5 separate regions of the Mus musculus genome follow, and all the other regions are linked to region 1. A link is a contact called in public ChIA-PET and HiChIP or PLAC-seq data. All regions are on one chromosome and are shown on one strand. Each heading gives the region's core, a stretch centred on a gene start, on an enhancer-like site or on the middle of the called end of the contact. The rest is flanking DNA. Distances are from core to core; before and after follow the strand shown. Region 1 holds the start of Tbkbp1 (TBK1 binding protein 1). Region 2 overlaps Gm38961 (a long non-coding RNA gene). Region 3 overlaps Socs7 (suppressor of cytokine signaling 7). Region 4 overlaps Sp2 (Sp2 transcription factor). Region 5 holds the start of Npepps (aminopeptidase puromycin sensitive).

What was found. ChIA-PET counts read pairs in DNA pulled down with a chosen protein or histone mark. HiChIP or PLAC-seq counts read pairs in DNA pulled down with a chosen protein or histone mark.
Region 2: a contact with region 1 is called in an H3K4me3 HiChIP or PLAC-seq map of embryonic stem cells, with 28 read pairs. The contact joins the enhancer-like site here to the promoter of Tbkbp1 in region 1. A contact is called at or near these places in 2 of 39 promoter capture datasets (liver and stem cell-derived epiblast-like cells), 3 of 484 Hi-C or Micro-C datasets (the G1E-ER4 cell line and the P5424 cell line), 2 of 115 datasets of contacts at active chromatin or transcription factors (both in embryonic stem cells) and 1 of 9 other capture datasets (adipose tissue).
Region 3: a contact with region 1 is called in a FOXA1 HiChIP or PLAC-seq map of pancreatic cancer cells. The contact joins the enhancer-like site here to the promoter of Tbkbp1 in region 1. A contact is called at or near these places in 2 of 39 promoter capture datasets (the 3T3-L1 cell line and cranial neural crest), 1 of 484 Hi-C or Micro-C datasets (embryonic stem cells) and 2 of 115 datasets of contacts at active chromatin or transcription factors (microglia and pancreatic cancer cells).
Region 4: an H3K27ac HiChIP or PLAC-seq map of embryonic stem cells shows a contact between it and region 1, with 3 times the contacts expected there. The contact joins the enhancer-like site here to the promoter of Tbkbp1 in region 1. A contact is called at or near these places in 20 of 39 promoter capture datasets (the 3T3-L1 cell line, 3T3-L1-derived adipocytes, the HPC-7 cell line and 12 more), 8 of 484 Hi-C or Micro-C datasets (CD4 T cells, cerebral cortex, embryonic fibroblasts and 4 more), 21 of 115 datasets of contacts at active chromatin or transcription factors (T-cell acute lymphoblastic leukemia, bone marrow-derived macrophages, effector CD8 T cells and 9 more) and 3 of 9 other capture datasets (adipose tissue, liver and pancreatic islet).
Region 5: a contact with region 1 is called in an RNA polymerase II ChIA-PET map of effector CD8 T cells, with 29 read pairs. The contact joins the promoter of Npepps here to the promoter of Tbkbp1 in region 1. A contact is called at or near these places in 1 of 39 promoter capture datasets (macrophages), 1 of 484 Hi-C or Micro-C datasets (embryonic stem cells), 4 of 115 datasets of contacts at active chromatin or transcription factors (effector CD8 T cells, embryonic stem cells, memory CD8 T cells and 1 more) and 3 of 9 other capture datasets (adipose tissue, liver and pancreatic islet).

What each region holds. Positions count from the first base shown.
Region 1 is chr11:97,148,403-97,152,545 of GRCm38.p6, forward strand. It overlaps Tbkbp1 (TBK1 binding protein 1), which reads right to left and starts at 1,673. Exons shown (of 10, transcript NM_001372531.1): 1 at 1,589-1,673; 2 at 960-1,213; 3 at 543-665; 4 at 227-331. The coding sequence starts at 1,184.
Region 2 is chr11:96,897,129-96,901,271 of GRCm38.p6, forward strand. Gm38961 (a long non-coding RNA gene) reads right to left here. Exons shown (of 3, transcript XR_880184.2): 2 at 3,106-3,223. Among named protein-coding and RNA genes, the nearest start is that of Gm38961, 3.3 kb to the right of the region's middle. Within about 2 kb of position 2,448, at least 38 of the 459 cell types and tissues checked have an H3K27ac peak or open chromatin away from gene starts, as enhancers often do. A contact at or near this core is called in embryonic stem cells, where this site is marked.
Region 3 is chr11:97,398,252-97,402,394 of GRCm38.p6, forward strand. It overlaps Socs7 (suppressor of cytokine signaling 7), which reads left to right. Exons shown (of 10, transcript NM_138657.4): 10 at 1-291. Among named protein-coding and RNA genes, the nearest start is that of Socs7, 38 kb to the left of the region's middle. Within about 2 kb of position 2,215, at least 84 of the 459 cell types and tissues checked have an H3K27ac peak or open chromatin away from gene starts, as enhancers often do. A contact at or near this core is called in embryonic stem cells and pancreatic cancer cells, where this site is marked.
Region 4 is chr11:96,961,557-96,965,699 of GRCm38.p6, forward strand. Sp2 (Sp2 transcription factor) reads right to left here. Exons shown (of 7, transcript NM_001080964.2): 2 at 1,809-1,885; 3 at 1-453. D030028A08Rik (RIKEN cDNA D030028A08 gene) reads left to right here. Exons shown (of 6, transcript NR_003293.3): 6 at 2,015-3,504. Among named protein-coding and RNA genes, the nearest start is that of Sp2, 14 kb to the right of the region's middle. Within about 2 kb of position 2,200, at least 61 of the 459 cell types and tissues checked have an H3K27ac peak or open chromatin away from gene starts, as enhancers often do. A contact at or near this core is called in 3T3-L1-derived adipocytes, adipose tissue, bone marrow-derived macrophages and 5 more, where this site is marked.
Region 5 is chr11:97,278,698-97,282,840 of GRCm38.p6, forward strand. Npepps (aminopeptidase puromycin sensitive) reads right to left here and starts at 1,879. Exons shown (of 23, transcript NM_008942.3): 1 at 1,504-1,879. The coding sequence starts at 1,761. It overlaps Gm11592 (a long non-coding RNA gene), which reads left to right and starts at 1,997. Exons shown (of 3, transcript XR_001780313.2): 1 at 1,997-2,444; 2 at 3,886-4,007.

The sequences.
Region 1 (4,143 bases), core at 423-2,922:
CCAAGGTACAGAGTCACCCATGACCCGGATGATACTGTCTCATTCACACGGCAAAGCAGGCATTCACAGACAGGGACGAGTGGATACAGGGAGTGTGCACGCAGCAGAGTGTGTGTGACACACAGGCAGCACACACTCATCGGGTTGGAATGCACGTAGAGAATCACATCACGTCAGATACCTCACACACACACACACACACACACACCCGCTCTCTGGGCCTCACCATCTCCCCCAGCTCTGTCTCCAAGTCGCTTTTCTCCACGCACAGTTTCTCGTAAGCCTGGATCATCTCCCCGAGCTGCTCCTCCTGCTCCTTACTCTTCTGCAACTGGGTAGGCCCGGAGAGGTGTGCCAGGGTCAGGACCAGCCTTGACAGGGAGCAGAGGGGGCTCCCAACCTCCCCAACCCTATTCCCAATAGAAACAGGAAGCGCTGAAGCTGATTTAGGGAAGGCGGGGGCAGGGCGGGGTTGAGGGCAAAGTGAGGGAAGCAGGAGGCTAAGGGAGTGGGGTTGGCTGGGAAGCGAAGCAAGGGCTTACCTCGTGTTGGAATTGGTTGAGTCGTTGCTGCAGACTGACCTTCTCCACCTCCAGCAGGGAGCCATCCTTGAGTTCATACAGAGGGAAGCCATGCTCCTCTCCAAAATCAGTGATCAGCGGATACTGTGGGAGGGTCGTCCTCTGAGAAGCCTGGCTTCCCATCCCAGGACCGCTCTGTCCCCCAACCCCACTGCCAGCTTCACAGGCGCCTCTCCCCGCCCCCTCCAATGGGACCCACCACTCCAAAGCTGGGCTCCTCCTCCACCCCTGAGATTGGCTGCAGGAGCAGAGCTCCTCATCCCCAAGGCAGCCACTTCTTCAGGGACCAGGCAGCCTCCAGTGCTGGCCACCTCTTGGGACCCTCCTGCCCTTGCAGGCAACTACAAGCTCAGCTCGCCATCACATCTAGGTTCTGACCTTGATCTCATAGACTTTGAGGCGACGGCGGAGGGTGGCATTCTCCCTCTCCAGGCCTCCTAGCCTTTCCTTGATGTCTCCGTAGGCTGTGATGAGGGCAAAGTGGGAGGCAGAACACATGTCCCCTCCCAGGGACGGGTCTCCAGGACCATCCAGCCACACCTCACTGGGCCCCAAGGCCTCTTGGGTCAGGATGCTGATGTCATCTTCAAACATGGACTCCATGGTAAGGGCTTCAGCCCACCCTGGGCCTCCTGAGAGTGCAGGAACAGAGTAAAGAGGACCACCTGCTCTTTGTTCCCAACTCTTCCATGCTGGTCTGAGGAACCTGTGGTAGCTGGGGAGCTTCAGCCAAGAGACAGATCTCACAACTAACTCTCTCTCTCTCTTCTCTCTCAAGTTTCTGCCCTATCCCCTGCTGTGACTGCTTATAGAAGGAAATGGAACCAGATAGACGTCATGAGTGGAGTGGGGGACAACTGATAAACAGGACCAAGGATCAGGGGCAGGGAGGAGAGACCTGTGGACAGATGGGAGGGAGGGCTGCTGTCCCAGCATTGGCACAGCCCAGAACCTGCCTAGACTACTCGGCTTGGTCTCCTCCCCAGACCTCCCTTTTCCCCAAGTACCTCGACAGCCGCCAAGATTCCCATCCCAGGCCTCTGTCGCCTGCTCCTAAGGAAGGCTAGTCCCGCTAGGCAGCCTGGCCTCTGTGGCCCCCGCCCAACTTCCTCCCGCAGGATCCCAGAGTTCAGGAAAAGGAAGTGCCTCCCCAAGTGCGCCGGGGCTGTGGCAACCGTCCAGGCGCAGACCTACAGGAAGTCCTTGGCTGAGTGTCAGAGGCAGCAAACTGGGCAAGGGGGCCTAGGAGAACCGAGACCATTAAGGGAGACTCCAGCTTGTCCTATTGTGCCTGCACTCAGGGAAATGGGGAGCCCTGGGAGGGGGGCAGGAATGACTCAGGGCTCCCAAAACGAGTAGGCAGCGAGGGGGTGCGTGTGTACATCTCCGGGCCCTTGTTTATGAATGTGTGGCTGTGGCTGCCATGTGGGGGGGAGTGTGTGTCTGTGAATGAGTGTAGGTGTGCCGCCGTCAATGAGTGCTTTTGCGGGGCGGAGGACCGGGGTCAGCGCGGAGTTCGGGAGTGACCAGAGGTTGTGTATGTGTGTGTGTGTACGTGTGTGTGCGCGCGCGCGCGTGTGAGCACGCGTGCGTGAGCGTGTGGGTAGGGTGGGCACGTTCGGGCCGAGTGTCACGTGAGGCACTATGGGAATGTCCGAGGTGTGTGCGCGCGCTGGAGCGTGTGTGCGCTCCGGCGAGGGGGCTCGGTCCGAAGGCGCGAGTTCCGACAGTGCAGGCCTCGGGTCCCCCATCCCCCAGCCTCGGCTAAGTGCCGGAGCGACAGACGCGTGTGACAGGTCTGAGTAAGGAGCGTGTGCGCGTGTTTGAAGGGCTGGCCCCACCTTTAACCCTCTCTTGCCCACGCCACCCCTCCCCCTACTCTGCCGACCAGAGCTCACTACACACCCCACCCCCATCCCTGCCCACGATCTCCGGCCATCACCCCCACTCTCGAGGACTCCGTGTCCCCACACACCCCGGCCGTGCGACCCGAGCTGCCTTCCTCCGCATCCTGGGGCCGCGCGCCGAGCGCCCGCGCAGGCTACTGGGGAGGGGGCGCCCGTCCCCGCCTGGCCCCTCCGGCGGCCCCTTTAAGAGCGGCTCTTTAAACCCCCTCGGGCTCGGCGGACAGAAACTGTCGCCCCTCCCCTCTGTGGGGCCGAGACCGCGCAGCCCCCTCCCCCACCGCGGCCGGGCTCCGGGCGGGCTACTGAGCGGCAGCCGCCCCGCAGGCCGGAGGCTGCGGGCAGCGGCGCAGGACCCTTCCCCACTCTGCTCCCGGGCGCAGCGCCCGCCCACCCGCGCCCGGGCCCCGGCCTCCCGCGCCCCAAGCCGCCCCGGCCCGCCGCGCCCCTCCCCCTCCCCCAGCCCGGGCCCCGGCCCGCACTCACGGCTGCCGCGGGCTCCTGCTCGCAGTCGCAGCGCACCCCTCCGCCGGCTCCCTCCCCTGACGGGCCCCAGCGCCCCCACCCCCTGGCACCGCGCGCCGCTCCGCGCCCTGCCGCCGCCGCCGGGTCTCTCCCCACCCCCTCCCCTCCCCTCCCGGCCCCCTCCCTCCCGCTCGCCCGCCCCGCTCCTCCTCCGCCGCCGCCGCCGCCGTCTCCTCCGCCTCCTCCTCCCCGGCTGCTCCGGGTCTCTCCAGCTGGACCGGCGCCCGGGACCCCGCGGTTGCCACCACCACGTGGCGAGGGGCGGCGGCCCCCGCGGTGCGGTCCGGCTGAGGCTGGCAGCGCGCCGGGCGCCCACCAGCTCCCCGCCGTGCGGCCTCCCCTCCCCGCCGACCGGCGCAGTGTCTGCGGACCGTGTGCTGGGGCGCCTCGGGGCAGGACTTGGGGTTGCACATTTTGGAAAGAAGTGGAGCTGTTTATTTGGGGGAAATATTTTTATTTTTTTATTGGTCTTCGGAGAAGAAACATCACTAGACTATGTACTCTTTGCTCTCGTAGGAAGGGGCATCGAAGTAATCTATCTATTTGAACACAGAGACATTAGAGTTAAATCTAACTTTGAAAGTGAGCGTGAACTAAGGAGATAAAATGTTCATTTGGGAAGACGGACATCCCTTCCAAGCCCTTTAAAGACACTCCCAGAGGCCAGAAAGATGAAGAAACACCATACCTCGCCCTTTACACAAAGATTTGAGCACCTGCCAAACTGCCAGGCAGAAGATAAGTCTTTTTGCCACGTTCCCACTGTGTGTGACCTTGGGCAAGTTACTTCACCTCTGACTTAGACAGGAGATCGTTCCGGACAGGCCACCCCAAGGGGGAAAGAATAGAGATCAGACGCCAAGGTGCCCTGCAAGTGCCGGGGAGATGTTAATGAGTCATTTTCGTTCCCTGGTGGATTAAGAACCGTGGACAGAGGCAAAGCCAGCCTGACTCTGCTGGGAGATCGCCAGAGCAAAGCTCGAGGGCCCTTGCCTTGTGAGGGAGGGAGATGCAAACTCTGCAGGCCAGGCATAGGCTAGGGAAGGGGCTCTGGTGGGGGTCAGTACTTAGCTAGGAAGATTCCATGGAAGCTGAGTCCACCTTTCTGGCTTCTAGCAGAGTGCTTCTGAAAA
Region 2 (4,143 bases), core at 1,198-3,697, 250 kb before region 1:
CTGGTCCTGTTTTGTATTGCGCCAGTTCCTCCCTTCTGGGCTAGCTGTGTTCATCATTAAGAGCCTCCGTCTACATGGACAAAATGGGCGATTTCCCATCACCCAAACAAGAGTTACTGTGTGTTATTTCTTACCCCAAATCAGAATACGCGTCCAGCGTGGGAGGGAGAAGGATTCTTAGGGACAAAGGTTTGGAATATTTGGAATGAGCACAGTTCTGGAAATGAGATCCACAGAGATGTGATGAGAAATCAATACAACTACTGACCCTTGTGTGGCAGGGCCAGTGGTCAGGTTCTTTTCTGAGTGTTTTCCCAGGCGGGAGTTGTGGAGCCTCTCACCTTAGGCAGTAGCTACTCTGATTCTTAGTTGCTTCTAACCTGAGGAGAGCCACACTCACAGCCAGAAGTGAAGAGCCCAAGGTGTGGTTCATCCAGGCTGGCCAGCCGTGCTGGTCTATGTTTCCACCCACTGGATGACCTGGAATACGTTTCTCTAGGGAAGGAACCTTATTTGTAATTATCGAGAGTGTCCTGGCTTGATTGACAATATGAAGCATCAGAGCTCCTTCCTGCGCTCAGAGGAAATGGCTCTGGAGGTAACAGTATAGCTCTGCCCCACGCACCCGGGCATGCACATCCACACTCGGGAACACAAGATAAATAGAATTATCACTGAAAATGCTTTTTAAAAAAAAAACTATGCTTACATATATGTCTGTCTAAAAGACATAGAGGCCAGAGGTGTGCATTCTTCCTGGACAAAAAGTTACAGGCAGTTACAGGGAGCTGTCTGGTGTAGGTAATAGGGATTGAACTCAGGCCTCTGGGAGAGCACGCAGTACTCTTAACTACAGAGCCATCTTTTCAGCCCAAAACGTTTTTTTTTTTTTTAATCCTTTTTTAATTAGCTATTTTCTTCATTTACATTTCAAATGCTATCCCGAAATTCCCCTATACCCTCTCCTTACCCTGCCCCCCAAAATGTTTTCTTTTGTTTAGTTTTCCCTAAAGAATTTGCTCCTAAGGGACAGCTGCAGCTTGGGGTGGGGGTGGGGGATGTGCGTCTCTGAGAGGTGAGCACTGCAGGACCTGGCTTGTACATGAATACACTACCACGTGCGGCTCTCATTCCCACTTAAAGGTGAGCATGCCACGCAGGAGATATCTCAAGCCAGGCATTGGTCACAGAGATGCAGGAAGTTAGGGCATTTTCACTGCAAACAAAATTAGCAGCCTCTTTTGAAAGACTCCTAGAGATATTCTCAATAGGAGACCCTACCTAAGGTCATGGGCAGAAACCTGCTCTGTTGCTATGGTAACCTTTCTTGAGGCAGGGTCTTATGGAGCCCAGGCTGGGCTCTAACTTAAGCATCCTAGGATGATGTCAATTTGAACTTCTGATCCTCCTGCCTCCACCTCCCAAGTGCTGGGATTACAGGCATGTACCACTATGCCCAGCTATTTTAACATTTTTATCTTAAAATATTTCTCCATTAAAAAAATACACTGCCAGGGGGCTGGAGAGATGGCTCAGTAGTTAAGAGCACTGGCTGCTCTTCCAGAGGTCCTGAGTTCAGTTCCCAGAGACCACATGGTGGCTCACAACCATTTGTAATGGGATCTAATGGAACCTTCTAGTGTGTCTGAAGTCAGCTATAGTGTGTACTCATACACAAAATAAAGAAATCTTTTAAAAAGTTACATTATATATGATATATGTAATTTTATTATATATATGTATGTATGTGTGTATATATATGTGTGTGTTTGTGTATATATATACATATATATATATATATATATATATATATAGAGAGAGAGAGAGAGAGAGAGAGAGAGAGGATATATATGTATAGATCCTCTATGTCTGTAACTTTCACAACAAATGTTAGTTATACTGGAGTTTGATTTTCAGCTGATAGGAGGCTTCAAAAGACCCTGGATTGATCGAGGGCTCTTTCTTCTCCATGTCCCTATATTTTTCTCCTTTTTTTTTTTTTTTTTTTCCTTTCCAACTTCAAAAGCAAGCAAAGCCCAGCTTCAAAGGCAAGGCTGACTATGCAGACCCCACTACCCTTTAGAGTTTCTCAGCTTCCCTGCCAAGACTTTATAGTTGTTATAGCTCAGGCTTTCACTCAACCAAGCTCCCGTACAGGAGGCTAACCATTTCTAAGTTGCCCGGACTCCTAAGTGTGGGATTCTGGGCCCTGAGACCCAGCCTGAGAGAGGCAGAGACAGGGGAGACACAAGGAGTCATTTAATTCTACATTAAAAAAGACGGTCCCCTCCCCGCGCACATCCCTCCTCCTCCTCCCGCCCCAGCTCCCTTCCAATCACATCAGAGACCCCAGAGGGGGCTTGACCTCTGTCCTCCAGGGAGGTCAGCTGGAGTGACCCTGTCTGTGTGTAGGATCCCGTGAGAGAGACCCAGCTGCAGACCCTGGAGGGCTGAAGCACACCCTGAAACGGGGCCGGGGTCACTGAGGGCAGCCTAGGCAGAGGGAGGGGCTCCGCTGGCCCTTTGTGAGCAGAGGAACAGGCGGAGATTCGTTCCACAGGCAGTGCCTGTGTCTCCAGAGAAAAGGCCTATTATGGACCGGCTAAAAATACAGGGCACAACCCACCCCACCCCACCTCCCCTTTTATTGCCATGGAGATGAAGGGTGGGCTCTGGATGGTAGAGAGCCAAAGAGGGGAAAGAAAGGCAGGTGAGGAAGGGGAGGAGATGGGAGAGAGAAGTGGAGAAGCCAGCGGGAGGGGGTCAGGGGGAGAGGCAGGATCTACTAGAGTGGCTGGTGGGGGGTCCCCAAGTTTCCCCTTTTCCCCTCCGCATCCTGCCTGCTGGGTCAGACACTGCCTGGGGTCTGTGAGGGCAAAGAATGGCTTGTTCACTACTCTGTAGCTAGGCCTGTGACCTTTGAGATGATGGGAATGAATAGGCAAAGTGGCTACATGGCAGACAGCTGACAAACAGCTGCCAGGCTTCACCCGGCTCCTACACACACCAAGTGTCCCAAATCACTGACTCTTCAAGGCATCTGACCCCCACCCATCTTCTGAACATCCACAAACATTGATATGATGTCAGCTAAGTTCCGCTTACCTGTGCCTTTCTGAGGTATCTTCCGTTCTCAGAGAGGGCGTCCTTCTATGAGGTGCAAATATGTCTCCTGCTGTTACATGAACCCCATGGGGCCTCCACAGTGAGATAAGCTGGGTCCCTAACATAAAAAATGACCAAAGTTTGGCAGTTCTTGAAATGAAGTATTTGGGGGGGAAAAAGCTACCGGGAAGACCATGGCTGGGGGTGGGGAGCCGTAGTCCACAGTTGAGAAAGTATCAAAGGTTAGTAAAAGTTCTGGAGTGAGAAGTGATTGTGGCCATTATCACATATGGCCTAAACACCTTGGTGGGCCACAGGGAAGCTGTCTGAAGATGCCAGGATCCTGGGCACTGCTTCAGTGTGAACACAGAAAGTCCTGGGCAAGGACTTCATACATTTCACCAACTGGATGTTCAGGTAAGTGTGCAGGCCAATGGACAGGGACAGAATCCACTTAGAACTTGCTCAAGGATCATGGCTGCTCTGCAGTTCTGGGCCTGAAGAGCCTTTCTGCGAGTTAGAAAAGCCTCTGTGATCTCAACTGGGATAGCTAGCATCTAGCCTCTTCCTCTTATTGGAGGTGGAAGAGAAGGTGATACTCAGGCTGATATCGAGGGTGTCCCAGTCTGGAGATATTCAAGGATTCATAAGTGACAGTGATCTCCCACTAGCAAGAGGACAAACTCTCGCCTGCTCTCTGGGAAGCCCACATGGGAAGCCTCAGGGAAAACTATGGCCTCCAAAGGACTTGTAGCAAGGTGTGGCAAGCTGGCACATGGAAAGTAGGGGAGGAAAAGGTAGAAAATGTAAACTTGGAGAAAACACTCAGTCTCTCTTCCCTCTGTTTCTCCCCTGGGTCCCACTGTCTGGAGAGGCCGAGGAGGCAGGCTCCTTGGGCAAGAGCAGATACGGTGTTCGGGAAGAAGCAGAGATGAGCTGGTCCCTGTGGGTGTGGGACCAGCAGCATCCTGTGCTCTGGGTTTAAGAGCGCCAGGTGCCCGCAGGTGTTGGGGAAGGCCTTCTTGCATCTGGAGGGGT
Region 3 (4,143 bases), core at 965-3,464, 250 kb after region 1:
TTTTTCTGGGCATAGAGGGGTGGGTGTTGGGATGTCCCTGTAGATTAGTTCCAGAGTGGGGTGTCTGTAAATACTGTACTAATAGGCATGTGTGACTCTTGTAAAGGGACATTAGTAGCTGCTGCAGGTCCTGTTTGGAAACTGTGTGTATAATTCCCGGTTTTTTGTAAGTGTCAGCGCGGGAGACATTTGACTCTTGTGTTTGTATCTCCTTTTTATGATTGCTGTACCGACCCATGTCTTTTTGGGGAGGGATGAAAAGAGATTTGAAATAAAAATGTTTAGAAATGATCTGTTACTTGGCTTTGTTTTTAGTCTCTCTCCTGACTCTTCACTCTCTGTCAGGCATGGGTCCCTGCACTGGCAGCCATGCAGAACACAGCCAGTACTGTCTCCAAAGCACGGTTGTTGGAAAATTCCTAAGACTGAAACAGGCCACTTCCCAGAGCTGCCCTAGGAAGTGCAGGAGCATTCCGGAGAACCTTGGGAAGGGTGGGCAGGTGCCCAGAGTCTTCCTGTCAGGGTGAGCAGTGGCTCAGGGTGGACTGGCACATTTTACTGTGGCAGCAACCATCCTGGTGAGGCTGGCTGTAAGGCTGGCTTGCTGCTTTTTCATTTTGCCCTCCCAGCTCCTGGGCAAGGCCTGTTGCTTTCCTTAATACCTCAGGTGTGTTCTGGGAACTACTTTAACCCCTATCTACCCTCTCCCTCTCTCTCCTTTTTTTTTTTTTTTAAGATTTATTATTTATAAGTACACTTGTAGCTGTCTTCAGACACACCAGAAGAGGGCGTCAGATCCCATTACAGATGGTTGTGAACCACCATGTGGTTGCTGGGACTTGAACTCAGGACCTTCAGAAGAGCAGTCCGTGCTCTTAACCGCTGAGCCATCTCTCCAGCCCTCCCTTCTCCCTCTTATCCTGCTTCCTGCTTGAGGGGCCATTGGGCTACCTGGAAATTGTCTGCAGGTTTCCTGCTGAATTCTCTGGGAAGCCACTTCCCTAAGTGAATCACAGGGGGACTTCTAGGAGTCTCCGTGTAGCCCTGGCTGTCCTGGGACTTGCTCTATAGGCCAGGCTGGTCTTGAACTCAGAGATCTGTCTGCCTCTGCCTCCATGAAGGTATGTGCCACCACCACCACCTGGCCAGGCAGTCCCCTTTTTATCCAAACAGTTTCAGCAATTTACCAAGAGCTCTTGCTTCCTGCTTCCTCCCTCCAATTCTTTTTTTTTTAAGATTTATTTATTATATGTAAGTACACTGTAGTTGTCTTAAGATACACCAGAAGAGGGCGTCAGATCTCGTTACGGATGGTTGTAGCCCCATGTGGTTGCTGGGATTTGAACTCAGGACCTTTGGAAGAGCAGTCAGCGCCCTTAACCACTGAGCCATCTCACCAGCCCCCCTCCCTCCGATTCTTAAAAAAACAAAAAAATTCCAGGGGCTGGAAAGAAGGCTCTGTAGCTAACAGCACTGTTCTTGCAGGGGACCCAGGTTTGGGTTCTCAGCACCCAAACCTCAGACATGGTGGCTCTCAGCCATCTGTAATTCCGAACCAGGGTGTTTGAGTCTTTCTTCTGGCCTCCACTGGACACCAGACACAGCTGGTACAGATACAGACTTGCAGACAAAACATTCATATAAGCCTTTAATGTGGTGGTGGTGGCGCACGCCTTTAATCCCGGCACTTGGGAGGCAGAGGCAGGCAGATTTCTGAGTGAGTTCCAGGACAGGCTACACAGAGAAACCCTGTCTTGAAAAAAACAAAACAAAACAAAAACAAAACATTCATATACATAAATCTTAAAAAATAAAATTCCTTCTAGTCAGGCATGGTGGCACATGCCTTTAATCCTAGCACTCGGGATGCAGAGGTAAGTGGATCTCTTATGACTTCAAGGCCAATCAGAGTTACACAGTGACTCCCTGTCTAAAAAACAATCCACCCCCCCCCCAAAAAAAAAAAAAAACCAACAAACTCCAAGCCACATGTGAGGGCCTGTGAAAAGGTTTAGCAGGTACGGTACTTGTTGCCAAGGCAACCTGAGTTCAATCCTTGGAATCTATACGATGGACTTGGCTGTGGTTGGCCAAACTGAACCAGGCAGTGAACCCTCAACAGGGAAGGGAATGCCGAGGAGGCATCCCGCTGGACGCAGGACAGGATCTTCGAGTCACCCGGTTCTGGGGCTCGGGCTGGAGGCGTGGCGACCGGGAGTCGCGGGGGTGAGGGTGGGGTCTACCACGAGGTTGCGAGGGAGGAAGAGTGGGCGTAGCCGAGTGCGCCTTTGAGCTGCTTCTGCCACCTAGTGGCTCTTCTGAGCCAGGCCACCCAGCTGCAGTTTGGTGAGGCTGGGATAAATATTCACAAACAGCATCTCCAGTCCTGGTCTGTGGCCGGATTTCTCCTTGGCTAGTTGGGGACCCTGGCTTGTCCCGAATCCTCTACCTGACGCGAGGGACAAAATCCTTTCTAAGATGCAGGAAGAGCCATGTTTTTTTAGACTCACTGGCGATGTATAGAGCTGAGACTGACAACCCTACCCTATGGTGGGTGCCACCCTCACTCCCCGACTTGACGATGGCCAATGACAGATGCTGGGACCCCTGCCCGGCTTGGTATCATCTTAGGATTCGGTGTAATTCTCTAAATATATGTTGTTCTGTGTCTCCTCCAGCCTCCCTCGCCTCCTCCTGGGGGGTGGGGGGGACACGTGCGGGGGGGGGGGGGATTTGCCCTCTTGTCTCTAAGATGACAAGAGACAGCAGGCACTGGAGACCTGCTGGAGAAGGCCAACAGGGCCTGTGCATCTATCTCCTGGGTCTCTTGTCCAGCCCTTGCCTACGGGAGAAGGCGGTTTGTACTGAAGTCTTCATTGCATCATGTCAGGGCAGATGCAAGGATTTGGGGAGGGGCTAGGAGGGTGAAGAGCTTCGGGAGGGATCCAGTGGTAGTCAGATGAAGGGGGCGGGGCTGGGGCTGGGCTGTCAGGCATCCAGGGACACCTGTGTACACTCTCTGGTGCCTGCCACCTTCCCCGACTGACACCCACTTCACTCTCCAGGCCTGGCAGCCTCAGCTGCACCCGACCAGATTGCATCATGCCTGGCTTTGTTCTCACAGACAGCAGGTGCAGGAGGAGCAGCCTCTTCCCTCTCATCCTTTCCACTCCCTCCCAGGCCACCCTCCTTTCTCCCTTCAGGGCTCTCTACTTGCTATTAGAGGGAAGAAGGCAGAGTAGGCTATACCACTGTGGTCCTCAAAAAAGCAACACCAGGTGGCATAGCAGAATATGGACTATCAGAATTAAATGACAAGGTCAGAACCGTTCTCTTGCTTCTAAAGCTAAAAATAACGAGCTGAATTAATTCAACCCTTGTAGGAAGTATGAATCGTATGTGGCTCATTCATGTGGACCTAGAACTTCCTGCCCCTATTTTTGTATAATCTTTTCTACAATCCTGTGAGATGGTGCCACTGTCACCTGTTTTGTGCCAGAGTGCAGAGAGGTGACAATACAAGAAGACCACAGGGCCACTCGGGCCCTTGGACTTGAATCTTGGTCTATTTTCTTTTAGACAGACTTAAAGGACGACCAAGAGATGGTTGGGAAATTCCATGCTGACTGAGCCTGAACATTTTCTTTAAAAGGAGTCTTGAAACTGGGAACAGTGACTCATGCCTACATTCCTAGCACTTGAAGCTGCAGGAGGAGGTGCCATGAGTTCAAGATCAGCCTGAGCTTCATAGTGAGTTTGAGGCCAGCCTAGGTTACAGAGTGAGACCTTGTCTGAAAATGTTAGAAAGCCAAATGGGTGGTGGTGTGCCCAGCACACTCCTCAGGAGATAAGGGTTCCTTCTTGTCTCTTAATTTGAGCAAACAACTAATGTGAGCTACCTACTGAGAAACCTGGCTGTGCCTGCCCAGTTGGCCACTGCTTCTTCACTCTGGTGGTGCTGTATGTAGGCTTTGACTTAGGCAGGGTGTGAAAGGGTACGAGTGTGTCCAGATGTATGCCCCCAACCCACCTCTGGCCACACCTCCCACACCTCCACCCTTGCCACCACTGCCTCTGCCAGGGATGTTAGTTGGGCTAGTAGGATTCTATATAATGACCCCAAAGGCTGGGCAAAGATGGTAG
Region 4 (4,143 bases), core at 950-3,449, 190 kb before region 1:
CTTGATGGGGACAGGCTTATGACCAGATGTTGACGGGGTGGTGATGGCTTGGTTGGTGCCTGGGATGACCTGGATCTGGTTGGTGAGACTGGGCTGCACCTGGATGGTCTGGGAACTGTTCCCTTGGATCTGAGGGACTTGGTACTGGATACTTGCATTTGATCGGCTCCCTTTGTTGATCAGGGTGGGGTTCTGGATTGCAAACACAAACTGCCCTCCAGGGTAGGAGGTACTCAGCTGGGAGCCCTGAATCTGAAGTATATTTCCTTTAGATGATAAGATGCTAAAGCTATTCTTGCAGGGACTGAGAGGGAGAGGAGCGGGTTTGATAGGGACCAGTTTCCTTGGGGTAGGCTGGGGGGGAGCAGGAGGTGTCACTGCAGCTTCAACAGCTGGGGGGCCAATTTTGCTACATGTCGCAGCAAGCAGGGCCAAGGGAGATGGCTGGGAGTCCTGCAAAAATCAACAGAAGAAAGGAGTGAGATGGGCTGACTAGCCAGACACTCTGCCCTCACGAGCCTCTCTTCTCAGCAGCTTCCCCACCCCTGTGGCAAGCTATCACTCACACACACACACACACACACACACACACACACGTGCGCGTGTCCTGCATTGGCTCCTGCTGGTTTCTCCATGAAGTGAAGGAACTCAGTGTAAAACACCCCAGAAGCAGCCTTGGACACCACACAGCAACAACACAGGCTGTTCTCCCCCCCACCCCCCCACCCGCCCTGCTGGCCTAGTGTCGGCAGGGATAACAACACACCCAGGTATCAGATACCTGGAATCAGTTGGAATTCTACCAACTCAGTACAAGGAGGAGAGGAGAGCTGATGGGGAGGGAAGATGACATGAACTTGCTCTCGGTAAAAGGTTTCTGGTTTTGTTCTGGAGTGTGTATTATATACATGTATGTGTTCATGTGGAGGGTGTGTGGGTATAGCCGAATCAGCATAGGTGGAGTAGGTAGAGGCCAGATATGTTAATGAAGTCTCACTCTTTGACTCTCCCTTGTTTATTAAATTGTTATTTATTTAATGTATGTGGGTGTTTTTCCCACATGTATGTCTATGCCTTACTCAAGTACTTGTACTTGGTGCTTTCAGAGGCCAGAGAGGGTGTCAGATCACTTGATCCTGGAGTATGAGCTATCATATCAAACCCAGGCCTCTGGAGGAGCAGCCAGCGCTCTTAAGCCACTGAGCACCTCTCTACCTCTTTTTTTCTTTTTGGCTTTTCAAGACAGGGTTTCTCTGTGTAGCCCTGGAACTCACTTTGTAGAACAGGCTGGCCTCGAACTCAGGAATCCGCCAGCCTCTGCCTCCCGAGTGCTGGGATTAAAGACATGCGCCACCACGCCTGGCTCTCTCCACCTCCTTTGCCGTCATTTTTGAGACAGGGTCTCTTACTGAATCTGAAACTCACTGACTGGGCAAGACTAGTTGGCCAGTAAGCCCAGTGGAGCCCCTCTGTCTGCCTCTCGAATGCCAGGATTATAGGTGTGTACTACCAAGCCCAGCCCAGCGGTTTACACGGGAACTTGGAATTGAACTCAAGAACTCATGCATGTGCAGCAACTTTACTAAGAGCCATGGCCCCAGCCCCAGAGGTCACGGGTAACACAACTCTTTTTGCCTGACCCAACTTTGACATCTTAGACAGGTGTCTATGTCTTAGTTCAGAAATGAGAACAAGTGAATCTCCCTGGGTGTCTGCAGTGAGAGCGAGCGGGTCTGAGTAAGGCAGAAAACCCACTTCATCAACCCGCCGGGCTCTGGCCCTGCCCTCAGAGAGCACCGTGCACTTGCCTGGGTAGTAGCAGCAGCAGGCTGCAGGTAGTCACTGGGACTGACAGCAGCAGTGGCGGCCATGCTCATCTGTGGATCTGCTGGGAGAAAGATGGAATGATGTAAGAAACACACCACAGGAGAACCCAAGGCCCCTTGCCTCCGCTTTTTAAATTAAATTAATTTTTTTTTTTTTTTTTTTGCCTCTGTTGCTGCTTTTCCAACAGGTTAAGAGCTTTTCCTGCAAGGCCCCGCTCGAGCATCCCAGCCCCGGGCTTGCCAGGGTGAGCTTTTCCTTTGCTTACACTCATCGATTCAGGCCAGGCCTGCCTTCACCACACTCCCCACACCATCTAAGATGAGGAGAACTGGGAGACTCGTGTGTCGGTCCGGCTGTGCTGAGTCCAGAGTGCCCCCTGGTGGACACTGGTAGCCCTCTAAATCTGAATCTCTTCATTGGGGCAGAGCCTCTAGGCTTGTGCTAAGGCAGGCTACCAGCTCAATCCAGCGGGAGCTAGATGCAAGCCAGTCTGGGAAAGAAGAAAGGCAAGGCCAGCATTCCTGAGCAGCAGGACATAGCTGTCCTACTCTAAAGGCTGTCTGTCTGCTCAACCTTCATCAACCTTCACACAGAGACACAAGGGCCTCCAGGAACCAGAAGACGGCAACTCCTTTAAGCCAGCAGTTCTCAGCCTATGGGTCGTGACCCATTTGGCAAACCTCTCCAAAAGTATTTACATGACACTTCGTAAGAGTAGCAAAAGTATGGCTGTGAAGTGGCAGAAAAAATAATGTTATGTTTGGGGGTCACCACAACATGAGGGACTGCACTAAAGGGTTGCTGCGTAAGGAAGGCTGAGAAGCGCTGCCTTAAGTGGACTAACCCCTTTACCCAGGACAACTGATCTGACTGTGTAGGTCATAGACTCAGCAGGGCTAACAACTACATGGAAGAATGAACACTTTCCACTTTTGTGTATATGCAGTAATAGCTGGCAGAATTTTTCTCTTCTCATTTCCCCACAACTGGATAGTTGACCTCCATATCAACAGGTTCTGTAGCCACAGATTCAACCAACCATGCATCAAGAAATGTTGGTGCTACATAATCTGCAGATGACTTAAGGTATGCGGCAGATGTGCAACTTACAGGTAACTTCTATACATTATATATAAGTCTTGAGCATCTACGGGTTCTGGAATCTCCAGGAGCTCCTGTGGGTACCAAAGGATCACTGTATCCTCCTATAATTTTTAAACTTTAATTTTACTTTATTTGAGACAGGAATCTTGCACCATATCCCAGGTTGGCCTGGGACTCGTTTACTAGTCTCTCAAGGGCTGGGATTACAGGTGTGTGCCACCAGGCCCAGCCGCTTACTTTTGATAAGAGAGAAACTAAGAGTACTGGCTATTCTTCCAGAAGACCCATGTTCAAGTCCCAGCACCCACATGGTCATCACAATCCTCTGTATCTCCAGTTCCAAGGGCTGGCCTCCTCTAGCCTCCAGTGCAGGATGCACATATGCAAGTGGTGTAAAACGTACATGCAGGGGAAAACCCATACACATAGCATTTTAAACAAATAAAGGGCAAGCAAGAGGCTGGATGTGGTGGCACACGCCTTTAATCTCAGCACATGGGAGGCAGGGGAAACTGGATCTCTAGGAGTTTGAAGCCAGCCTGGTCTACATAGTGAGCCCATTAAAAAAAATCCAAAAAACAAAAAACAAACAAACAAAAAAAGAAAGAAAAAGAAGAAAGAAAGGAAAATGAAGCCCTAAGAGCTCTGGGTGAAGACTCTGCCATGGTAAGAGTCATAAATCACTAAGGCAAAGCAACTGGGAAGTCAGGCTGGTATCTTAGACATTAAGAAAGCAAATTCCAGGAAACAGAGAGATGGGGAAGACTCAAGGGACAGAAGCTCAGGAACTGACCCCAAGTCAGGAGTCTATGAGGACAGAGCTCAGGCAGAAACAGAACTATAGTTTGGTGAGGACAGAAGTACCACCATTCATGGCTTTTTTCAGGCCCCTGAAAGGTAGAAGGTAAAGAAAGAGAAACAGGCAGGCTGGCTGGCCAGGAAGCAACACAGTGCCTTCAGTGGTCACCAGGCCCCAAGCCATGAGATGCAGCAGAACAAGGGTGATCCTGCGATGCTGCCAACTGGGAGGCCAGTGGATGGTTCTGCGCAGTGGACACATAGATTCTAGGATATTACAGACACGGATCCCTGTAAAATCATTGCAGTTATGAAGGAACAACTACAGAAAAAAGCATGCAATTGCAAAAACTAGTCCTGTAAGCACAGCCATTTGCTTTTAAAGGTTCTGGATGGGCCCATCTGTAAAAGACA
Region 5 (4,143 bases), core at 629-3,128, 130 kb after region 1:
CCCACTCACACACAAACACACTTTTAGAGGGGGGGCGGGGCGGGGGAACATGTTGCTGCTTGTTGTTCTAACATGTCCATAAACCTCAATAACCTGTAAGCAAATCTGTACTGCTTTTTCCTCAATGTCTTCACTCAGTGCGCACACCTTCCAGATTTATTAACTCGGGCCAGCTTCCTTAAAGTTAGTGTTTTCTCATAATTCAAACTCATCCCAAGTGTAGGCCCTTTCTCCAAAGGTCACAAGGCACTCTGCTGTGGACAGTGATGCTGCCAGCATCTAAGGCTGGCAAAGCCAATGTTCCAAATCTAAAAGCATACTTTTAAGTTCTGTACTTTTACACAGATTTTCAAACTCGAGTATCATACTTTCTCGGCTTTCAAATCACTCAAATTCTAGTCTACGTTTCTCTCATTTCATTGCAACACACACCCTCCCTCATCTTTTTGGTTGAGGCCTACTGGCCTGGCTTCCTCCACCACTCGTGTTCCCCAACCCCTAGCTGGGGTAGGAAAAGAAACGGAACCAATTCTATTTCCACCACTCCTGTCACAGATAGCTATCAAACAGCTCCCAATTTTCATTTCCGATCTCACGTAACACATCATACCCATGGTTATTTATCGTAACCGTTTGAGACCTCTGTGAGCCATCTATATGGATGGTCTCCGAAATCAAACAATACTGCCAGATAATGCTTCGGGGAGGAGGGAGGAGCGTATGATTCACCAAAAAAACTGCAAAGAAGAGTAATGGAATATTTTCACCAGTGGCAGGCTAAGACTGAGAGCTTTCTTTCAGAAGAGGGGACTGCTAAGCAACCGCCACTGAAGCAATAAATCCACCAGCTTCACAGGTTGCGAGAGCAAGGCGGATAGGAGAAGAGGAGCTAGGGTCCTCCGCGGCTTCTCTGGAGGTTAGGGGAGAACAAAGTCACTGCTGCACTGTCATTTGAGGGGAAGGGGGAGGGGGCGGATCATCCTGGAAACCCGGCCCCTGGGCAGGATCAGGCCGGGAGAACTCGGTGAGGCTGCCTGGGATTAACATTCTCGCTCCACTCCCCCCTGCCCCCAACCTTCTAGACTCGCCCCTCCTCGCTCTCAAGTGCCTGATGACCGCCCCTTCCAACCTATCCCCGGCGGAGTAAAGGGACGACCAGGAAAGAACGCAGTCCGCAGGGGTGCCACCGAGCAGGCAGTCCTAGCCCCTTCTAGTTCCCCAGCCCCCACCCAGCCTCTCCCGGAGCTCGGGGCCCGGAAGGCGGGGACCAGGGGCGCTGCACACAGGTGTGCTGGCCCCCCGAGGGGCGCACCGCCCGCAGACTCCCGCAGCGCGGTCCCCGCCCGGCCGGCCGGCTCGAGGGGCGCGCCGCACCCGCCTCCCGCTCGGTCCCGCGGCCCACGCGCCCAACCCGCCCCGGCCTCCAACCCAGCCCGCGGGCGCGGCCTAACTGCTCGCCCGCCCGCCCGCTGCTCGCCCCCCGGCGCCCGAGGGTCGCAGTACCTGGGCGGCGGCCTCCAGCTTGCCCTCGAAGGTGAAGTCCAGCAAATCGGGCTTGAGGCAGAGGCTGTAGTTGATGGGCGACACCTCGGCGGGCAGCCGCTCGAAGGGCCGCTTCTCCGGCATCGCGGCGAGGCCCAGGCTGTGGAGGCGGCGGCGGCGGCGAGAGGAGCGGCTGAGGAGGAGAAGGAGGGGAGGAGGCGGAGGGCCGAGGAGGAGCAGGCGGCGAGCGAGGGAGGGGACGGCGGCTGCCAGCCACATTCACCGGGCGCGGGCGACCGCCTGCCGAGAGCCGCCGGGGAGGCTGGGGCGGGGGACAGACCCAGCGGGTGCCTGGGCCGGGCGGGCGGGCGGGCGGCGGTGCGGGCGGGCTGCCTACGGGGAAGGGGGCGGAGGGGAGGGCAGGGGAGGAGGGCGGGGAGGGAGGCGGCGGCGGCTGCGTGCGCGACCCCGCGGGGCGGGCGCGACCCCGCTGAGGGCGCGCGCCGAGGGCGGGGCGGGGCGGCGAGGCCGCGGTCGGCGAACGGGGAAGGCGAGAGGAGGCGCTTGGCGCTGCACCTGTCGTCGGCCGGTGGCAGGAAAGAGCCACGAAGGGCATGGAGGAGCTCTGTGGAAAATGGAAGCCTACGCAGCGGTCAAGTCAGCGCGGGGGGGTAGGGGACGCGTGGAAAGAGCCATTCCACCTCAGCGGTGTGAGCCCGACCTGAGGCTTTTTTTTTTCCCTAGGAAATAGCCAGTTGAAGGGATGATCTGAAAACAGTTTTCCGAGGAAACACTTAGTTATTCAAGGTCGCTCCAACCAGTGAAATCTAGACCTTTTAGGAGAGTGGTTTCAAAGACTAGAAATACAGGATCCCACGATTTCATATTTAAAACAAGATGCTTCATTGCTGGGCACGGAGGCTGAGGCAGGACGATCATCATGGGCCAGCCTGGACTACAGAGTGAGTTCCAGAATGGTCTGGGCACACAGTAAGATTTTGATTAAGAAAACACAGATGATAATAATGATCAACTGTCTGTTTCCGGATTTTTCCCTTCCTGTGGTGCTAGGCTTTGAACTCAAAGCCTCTACACAGGCTGGGCAAGCGCCATGCCACTGAGCCACACCCCCACGCCCCTTGTTTTTGTTTCTGCTTTTTTAACTGAAAAGACCCTTTACCAGTTGTGACTTCTGTAAAAGTATCCTAACTGTGGCTCCCTCCATTCTGTAGTTATCTCTAAGACCTATGTTTAAATCAAGGCAAAAATATTCCTAAAAGCGTATTTCTTTTATAGAAACTTGTAAGGTAGAGTCAAAACTAAACAAGCACTGTCCTACAGACATGACACTGTGAGCCACTAGATAGAATTAAAACAACAGAAGTTATTGCACCTCATCTCCCTAGCCCAATATATTCAGATTATAATTTCATCATGTAATGCATTTTAAAGATGCTAATGAGGTGCCTGGCAGTGGTGGTACTGGCTTCTGGAGGCAGAGGCAGGCAGATCTCTCTGAGTTTGAGGCCAGCCTTCACTACAGAGTGAGTTCTAGGACAGCCAGGGCAACACATGGCTAATGCCTACTGTATTGGGCAGCACAGTTGTGGATCCTCAACCTGCCCTGCTTTCCTCCAAAAATCCTACGTGCTTTTTAGAAACACAGATGCAATTCTTAAAGAGACGGGCCTTTAATATGTCTGGAATACTTGCTAACACTTTACACGTTCATTTTATCTCTCAGACGCTCTGTGAGGTGGACCCCCAACCTGTTTTATATATGCAAAAACAGGCACATAGAAAGATCATGACTTGCTCTAGACCTGTGTACAGCTAATAATTGGTGGAGCTGGAATTGAGACCCAGTTGTTTCTGGTTTTCTCCTTGAGAACATTATAAACAGCTTCCTTCATAATTCTGCCAGTTTGGTTTATTCTAATCCAACTGTGTATGATCTCCTCAAAATGTTTGCATTTAAAAAAAAAAAAAAAAACAAAAGGCTTCCTCCTGTCAAAGCAAAATTGATTTATAACCATCTAAGGCTGCCTATGAGCTGTTTACCCTTTAACATCAATTCTACAGTCTAACTCGATTACTGTCTAGCCCTCACAGATTGCTAATTTGCTCAGGAATGAGTGTTTCAGTGGCCTGCTCATCCGTTTTTGTGAAATGTGCGCCCCTCCCTTCCCTCACCTTGCCAGGAAGAGTTCCATTGCAGAACTCCACCCTGCTCTAGCCCTTTCCGATTAGCTCCGGAACTCTGCCGATTCATGTGGACTTGGTCTTATGTTTTGCAATTGAATATTAGGTTTGTAGATCTTTGTAGGATGAGCTAGCAAGAGCTGGCTTGCTTTTTTTTTTATTTTGTTTTTAATGTTTTTTTTTTTTTTTCCTCTTGGACAGGGTTTCACTCTATAGCCTATGCTGGCCTCAAAATCACTATATAGAGCAGCCTGGCACGGAGCCTTTCAGCAGTTTTCCTGCCTCAGCCTTACAGGCAGCAGCAGCAGCCCCACCACCAGTTGGTTTGTTTCCCTATTTTATTTTCCATTTCTCCTCCTCTACTTTTCTATCTTTCTTTCTTTTTCAAAAACAGGGTCTCACTATATAGCCCTGGCTAGCATGAAATTAACTATGAAAACTGGTTGGCACTTAACTCTC